Regions from separate parts of the Mus musculus genome. Here region 2 is linked to region 1. The links are chromatin contacts, called in public Hi-C maps. All regions are on one chromosome and are shown on one strand. The core of a region is the stretch at or near the end of the contact, and the rest is flanking DNA. Distances in the headings are between cores, read along the strand shown. Region 1 has its middle 23 kb from the start of Dld. Region 2 overlaps Slc26a3 (solute carrier family 26, member 3).

Region 1 (3,369 bases), core at 241-2,740:
CGGTCTTAATGAAAGTGGGGGTTTGGATTGCAGGTGACTGCCACGATGCCCAGACCTTTATGTGGGTGTTAAGACCCAAATTCAGTTCCTCATGCTTGCTCAGCAAGGACTTCACCAAGTGTTCCATTTCACCCAGTCCCTTTGATGTCTATGTCTCTGAAGGAATTTCCTTAGAATGTCTAACTAAATATATTCCTATTTAATTATTTTCTGTAAGTGCACTAGCCAATTATTTATTTTTTAATTTTTAAAGGTGTACTCATCATACTTTATATGAGTAGATGTCTTCCCTGCATGTGTATATATGTGCACCGTGCCTGTTAGACTCCCTGCAACTGGAGTTATGAATGGTTGTAAGCCACCCTATGGGTGCTGGGACTTAAACAAGAGCAATAAGTACTCTGAGCCTCTGAAATATCTCTCCAGCCCTGCCAATTCATTTTTTAGCTTATCTTTTTGCTTCGTTTTGTAGGTTGGTTGGTTTATTTATTTATTTAGAGATGGAGGCTTACTATGTAGCCATAGCTGGTCTGTTTACTACATAGAACAGGCTGGCCTCAGATCTGAGTAGTCTACTTGCCTCTGTCTTTCAAATGCTGGGATCACAGGTGTGAGCCAGCATGCCTTTTTTTTTTTTTTTTTTTTTTTTTTTTTTTTTTTTGTCCTTTGAGTTTGTCTTTTAAGAAGGCAATTATAACCTGCCCGGAAACAATGAAGTTCTAACCCACAGTAGTAAGTAACAGAGTAGCATGTAGTAGCCACGGTGTGTACAGTACTACACAGAATGTTGGGAAGAATTTGCAATTTTGTTGCTCTTTTTACTCTTTGGAGAGTAATTTAAAATATACTTCAAAGAGACAAACTAGCATAATGGTCCCCCTGCACCTCTTGTCCAGTGTCAACAATGACTACATTGTGGCCAGTATTTCTTCAACTTGTCACTTTTGGGTGAAATTCCAGTCATCAAACCCTTCGTCCATAAGTAGTTCAGGATACAACTACAAAGAGGAGAGTTTTGAACCAGACATTAAAAAAATGAATTTAATAAGGCATTGTGTAAATTTTAAGATTTGTTTTATAATAACATTACAATGTTCTTCAAATATACCAAGCAGTGTCTTCACAAGCCACAGAGGTGAGAGTGCCATCCAGTACTTAATGGCTGAAGAAAGCTTGGGATGTAAGAGAATCTTCTCCATTTGTGTTCTTTTAAAGAAGTGGAAAATACACAGAAACAGAAACATGAATACTTGCAGTGTGTAGCTGACTGCCATGAAAGGTGGAGAAAACCCTGTGAGGGACATCGGTAAGATGATCCACAGTAACCCCATGAAAATTTCCTAGGCTCTGTAATGCATCAAAATTCCAAAAAGAAAGTCACTTCAAGAGCCTGTGAAAGAAGACTGCCAGAAACGTCAAGGGCTCACAAACGCCCAGCGTCCTTTTTGTTTATATGGTTGTGATATAATATAACCAGCAGAGGGCAGCAGTGCAGCAGTAACAGCAGCATCTGTGTAACCCTGGCTCCGCCCAGTATCAATCCCGCCTTCATTCCTGACAGCTCACACCGGTCATCAGGCCTTTCTCCTCTGACCACTCCAAAGGTGAGTTTGGAAGCACAGAGGAGTAAAGGTGTCTCAAGGATACTGTTTCTCAAAGGATGTCTCATCCCACCCTCCAGTGGATTGTGGTTGAAAACTCAGTTAAAATGATAGGTTTTGCTGTCTCAGAAATGTTGATTACATGTTAAAATAATAACATTGTATTTAATTGGTTAAAAAAAAATCAATCTCTCTCTTGCACACATGCACACACACACACACACACATCTTGCTGTGTAGCCTTCTCATAATCCTCCTGCCTAAGCCTCCCAAACGCTGTGTAGTGATTACATGTGTGAAAACACACCCAAGACCCCGTTCCTTTTTTACTTTTTAAAAAAACACATGACTGTTAGAATATAATTTATATATGTTGCCTTTATCTGTCTGCACGTCAGTGGCTATCAATTTATCTGTATTGGACATCTCTGCTCTGAAAACTACGGATGAGGTAGGCTGACTTCTTGACAGGCTTCAAATTGGCAGTTCAGGAGACTAGGCCTAAATCTTTGTTACTACGAACTGGGCAAGTCTGGGCAAGTCCAGGCCCTGCCCCCTGGCCTGAGGCAAGGACAAAGGGTCAGCCGCAGTTTCCAGACTTCCTCAGCAACAGTTTCCAGTCCCCCACCCCCACCCCAGCAATGGGTTCTGGAATGTCTCTAGAGATAGAGCCAACGATTAAGATAGAGGTCACCTACCCCTCCCCAGAATTCCCCTAATATGCTTTAAGTCTGGACTGGAAGCTTACTGGGGCACCTCCATCATGGTAGATGGTAGACCCCAGCATGCAGATGTCTGCAGAATAAAACACTCTCTGCTTTTGCATACTATTTGAGTCTGGGGTATGATTCTTTGGTGAGTCATGGACCCTTACATGGGTAGGGCTTGATACTCAAGCGTGGCCACAGTCGTTAGTTCACAGACTTACATCACAGGAAGGAGGGGGGAGGAGAAGGAAGAGGAGGAGGAGGAGGGAGAGGAGAAGGAGGAGGAGGAGAAAGAGATGAAGACTTTAGATGCTCAAGTGGACACAGAGATAAGACATTGCACTGTTTTACTCCAAGTACATTAGAATAGATCAAATAAAAAGGAATTTAGAGCCAATCAAAATAAAGAAGCAGCTTCGGAATGACTCAGAGTCCTCAAGGAAGCCATGCTTGTGCTTGGCTCTACCCCTGCATGCTTCAGGTCTAACTAGCTAACATATATTGTTTTGCACACAAAAAAATTGGGGGGTGGGGGTGGGCGTGGAATCTCTATTAGCTGCAACAAAAAGACTTCTGACTAGTACACCTTGGCATTGATGGAGTGGCAAACAAATAGTTAAAAACAGAGGGAGCGAGGCTGGGAAACAAATAGTTAAAAACAGGAAGCGAGGCTGGGAAACAAATAGTTAAAAACAGAGGGAGCGAGGCTAGGAAAGAAATAGTTAAAAACAGAGGAAGCGAGGCTGGGAAAGAAATAGTTAAAAACAGAGGAAGCGAGGCTGGGAAACAAATAGTTAAAAACAGAGGCAGCAAGGCTGGGAAAAGGCTTAGCTGGTAAAGGGCTTGCCCGGCAGGCGTGGGGACCTCAGTTTCAATCTCCAGCATCCTTGTAAATAAACCTCACTACCGCAGCACACACCGTAATCCCAGCATAGGGAGGTAGAGGGAGCTCCCTGTCCCGCCAAAATAAGCAAAACAAACGAGTTGTAGGTTCAGCGAGAGATTCCCGTCCCTTCCTGAAGAAGACATTTGACACCAACCTCTGGCTTCCCTATACACCC
Region 2 (3,369 bases), core at 319-2,818, 83 kb after region 1:
AGGGATGGAGCCTTTGGCCAGTTAATTCTGTCATACTATAATGCTATATTATAATGCTCAGAAGTTAAAACAGAAGCAAAATTATAATAACAATAGAGGCCTAGTTATTTTGATATAAAATACAATCTTTAATTTTGTCTCTGCTGCTAGGTTGGTTTCTGAAAACTAAATTGCAATCCTCCTTTCTAGTTTGCCTGGACTAATAGTACATTTTCAAAACTATAGCTGGGTATTTATGATCAAAGACATAAAAGATAAAACAACAATTCAGACACAGTCGACTGGATCCAATCGTGCCCTTCCAGTAAGCATCGGGTCTGAAGCCGATGCTGACGGGAGCTGAACGTTTTAGTAGCTCGATGCCATTTGGGACAGACAGCTTTTATAATACAGCTGGCAAACATACTTGCTGTTGGAGCTTATGAGCATGAAGTTTCCTGAGGGAGGAACACTTATCTCTAAAACCTTATCACCTGATGCTAAGACCTGCTCTCCTCTGGGTGTGGTGGACTCTAGCAGTTCTACAGAGCTCGGGGCAAAGCCCAAGGCCTGCCTATCAGGCAATGAAAAGTTAGTTACCAGCGGGAAGAAGATTTTTATTTTCTTGTCCCAGAGTTGTATTTGCACAAAGAGCCTTCGCCCTCAGCCGTGGACAGTTATTGAGGGCACTGAGAAGAATGCTTTGAGCCCCATTCATAACATCAGCTGGAACCTAAGACACTTGCCTCAAGGGGAATAAGAGAACACGTGATACTCAGAGTGCGCTGGCAAGATCATACCCATCTTACCATTATTGCCAGGCTGTATTGTAAGGTTTATCAATACAGGCAGCATTAATTACTTCATGACAGTGAGAGGGGAAATGCCAAACTTTTCAATGAAATCAAGTTCTTAGGCCATACTTAAAAAAAAAAAAAAAAAAGACACAATTCAATTCAGCCCAGACGGTATCCATTCATTTATTTGCCCAATAATCTTTTGAGTTACCAACAAGTTGGTAGCCTATAGTTTTGCTTGCTTTCAATTTCAGATTTCAACCCCCTATTACACCCAGCGTGGAAGTTTTCCAAGACACCATAGGAGACAGCTTCGGCATCGCGATCGTCGGCTTTGCCGTGGCCTTTTCCGTTGCCAGCGTGTACTCCCTCAAATACGATTATCCGATTGATGGCAATCAGGTAAGCCTAGTCGGGCCCAATTAGGTATTCCATGCACATAATACTCTTCTGAAAGAGACCATTTCAGAAAAACCTTCCTCCCCTGTCGTCTGCAGGAGTTAATTGCCTTGGGAGTGAGCAACATATTCACTGGAGCATTCAAAGGATTTGCAGGGAGCACAGCCCTTTCCAGATCAGGGGTTCAGGAGAGCACGGGAGGCAAAACACAGGTATTAGAGCAGCTCTGTTGCAAGGCCAGCACAGTGCTGATGACTGGGAAACCCAAGCCAGGAGGAAAGCGGCAGCCATCATGGGGATTGTTTCATTTCTCGCAGGTTGCGGGGCTTCTCTCAGCTGTCATCGTGTTGATCGTCATAGTTGCCATTGGGTTTCTTCTGCAGCCGCTACAAAAGGTAATCGTCTTCCCTTGAGGGGATAATATATCTCTCTCTCTGCGGTGCTAAATCTAGCTCTCAGGTTCTGAAGACGAAAGCTACGCTAGGGGAAATGAGTTCTTGACAAGCTCTCAGACCCCCTCCTTAGTCAACACTGTATGGACCAAGAAGGTTTCCTTCTCCTGGCACCCGATTATGAAATGTTAGGAATGCAGACGCCCAAACCACGTTATCTACGCTACTCTACATAATGAATGTTCAAGCAGAGAGGTGCTTTGGCATGGTAGCTTCAACCTAGGTTGACTGAAGTAAAGATTTTCTTTTTTAAAAAATTTTATTAGATATTTTATTTATTTACATTTCAAATGTTATCCCCTTTCCTGATCTCCCTCCAAAAATCCCCTTCCCTCACCCTTCTCCCCTCTCCCCTGTTCACCAACCCATCCATTCCTGCTTCCTGGCCCTGGCATTCCCTTACCCTGGGGCATAGAGCCTTCACAGGACCATCCTGGGTCTCTCCTCCCGTTGATGTAGGCCATCCTCTGCTACATAAGTAGATGGAGCCATGAGTCTCACCATGTGTACTCTTTGGTTGGTGGTTTAGTCCCTGGGAGCTCTGGGGTTACTGGTTAGTTCATATTGTTGTTCCTCCTATGGAGTTGCTAACCCCTTCAACTCCTTGGGTCCTTTCTCTAGGTCCTTCATTGGGGACCCTGTGCTCAGTGTAATGGATAGCTGTGAGCATCTTCTTCTGTATTTGTCAGGCACTGGTGGAGCCTCTTAGGGGACAGCTATATCAGGCTCCTGTCAGCAAGCACTTGTTGGCATCCACAATAGTGTCTGGGTTTGGTGATTGTATATGGGATGGGTCCCCAGATGGAGCAGTCTCTGGCTGGTCATTCCTTCAGTCTCTGCTCCACACTTTGTCTCTGTAACTCCTTCCATGGGTATTTTGTTCCCCCTTCTAGGAAGGATCGAGGTATCCACACTTTGGTCTTCCTTCTTCTTGAGTTTCATGAGGGTTAGGTCATCAAGCCCTCTATCTAACACAGAGAGTGGTGCTACCAGCTCCACACCTGTTCTTAGGAACACGCCCTGCAGCTCCAAGGAGTTTGGTTTGATTCCAAAACCAACACTGTCAGCTTGTAGGAGGGGAGCAAACAGCCAGATACACCTCTTACCCTTGAGCTCCCTGTCTATCACTGGGTTTCCTTTAATAATGGTAAACAGCCCCAGTGTCCTGGAAACCACTAAGCCTACACGAAAGCAGATGATAGTAAAGACAAGGTCATTGCTCTCTGGGGCATTCACAGGGCTTCGAAGGAGTGCACAAATGGGCCAGGCAACCCTAGCTCTATGGCTTTTTATCTGTGTGATTTGAGATCAATGCTTCAACTTCTCTGAACCTCAAGTCCTTCACATCTAAAACAGGAAGGGGAAAGTACTTGCTATCCAGAGTAGTTGTGACAATAAATGATGTAAGGCACATGGAGTCCTTAATTGTACTGATAATTAATATTACTATCCAAACATTCCATCATACTTCTGACTGCAAGGGACTTAGCGATAACCCAGCCACCACTAACTGTTGTTTGCTCTCTGGGTCCTTCTTCCATGTTGGTTGATAGCTGACATGTGTACTCACCCCAAGGTGGGAGGACTCCTGGTGTGGTCACTTCTAGGAAGCGTATTGGCTGGATGTGTCTCCAAGCATCACAAAGCACTATTTGCCAAAACCATGTCTTCCACACCCCCAAATCCTTAGCTTCAAAACAAATGTCATGAAAGAGGTCAAGAAATCACCACTAAAGAAAAAA

Evidence for each region. Hi-C and Micro-C count contacts between places; a contact is called where the count stands out from the background.
Region 2: a Hi-C map of morula shows a contact between it and region 1, with 2.2 times the contacts expected there. The contact joins two enhancer-like sites. A contact is called at or near these places in 4 of 39 promoter capture datasets (3T3-L1-derived adipocytes, the HPC-7 cell line, liver and 1 more), 2 of 15 datasets of contacts at CTCF or cohesin (the G1E-ER4 cell line and pro-B cells), 49 of 484 Hi-C or Micro-C datasets (8-cell embryo, the AML12 cell line, the AtT-20 cell line and 37 more), 2 of 115 datasets of contacts at active chromatin or transcription factors (CD8 T cells and acute myeloid leukemia) and 2 of 9 other capture datasets (adipose tissue and liver).

What each region holds. Positions count from the first base shown.
Region 1 is chr12:31,373,286-31,376,654 of GRCm38.p6, forward strand. No RefSeq gene overlaps it. Among named protein-coding and RNA genes, the nearest start is that of Dld, 23 kb to the left of the region's middle. Within about 2 kb of position 1,491, at least 32 of the 459 cell types and tissues checked have an H3K27ac peak or open chromatin away from gene starts, as enhancers often do. A contact at or near this core is called in morula, where this site is marked.
Region 2 is chr12:31,455,968-31,459,336 of GRCm38.p6, forward strand. Slc26a3 (solute carrier family 26, member 3) reads left to right here. Exons shown (of 21, transcript NM_021353.3): 9 at 1,031-1,178; 10 at 1,274-1,387; 11 at 1,493-1,570. Among named protein-coding and RNA genes, the nearest start is that of Slc26a3, 19 kb to the left of the region's middle. Within about 2 kb of position 1,569, at least 16 of the 459 cell types and tissues checked have an H3K27ac peak or open chromatin away from gene starts, as enhancers often do. A contact at or near this core is called in morula, where this site is marked.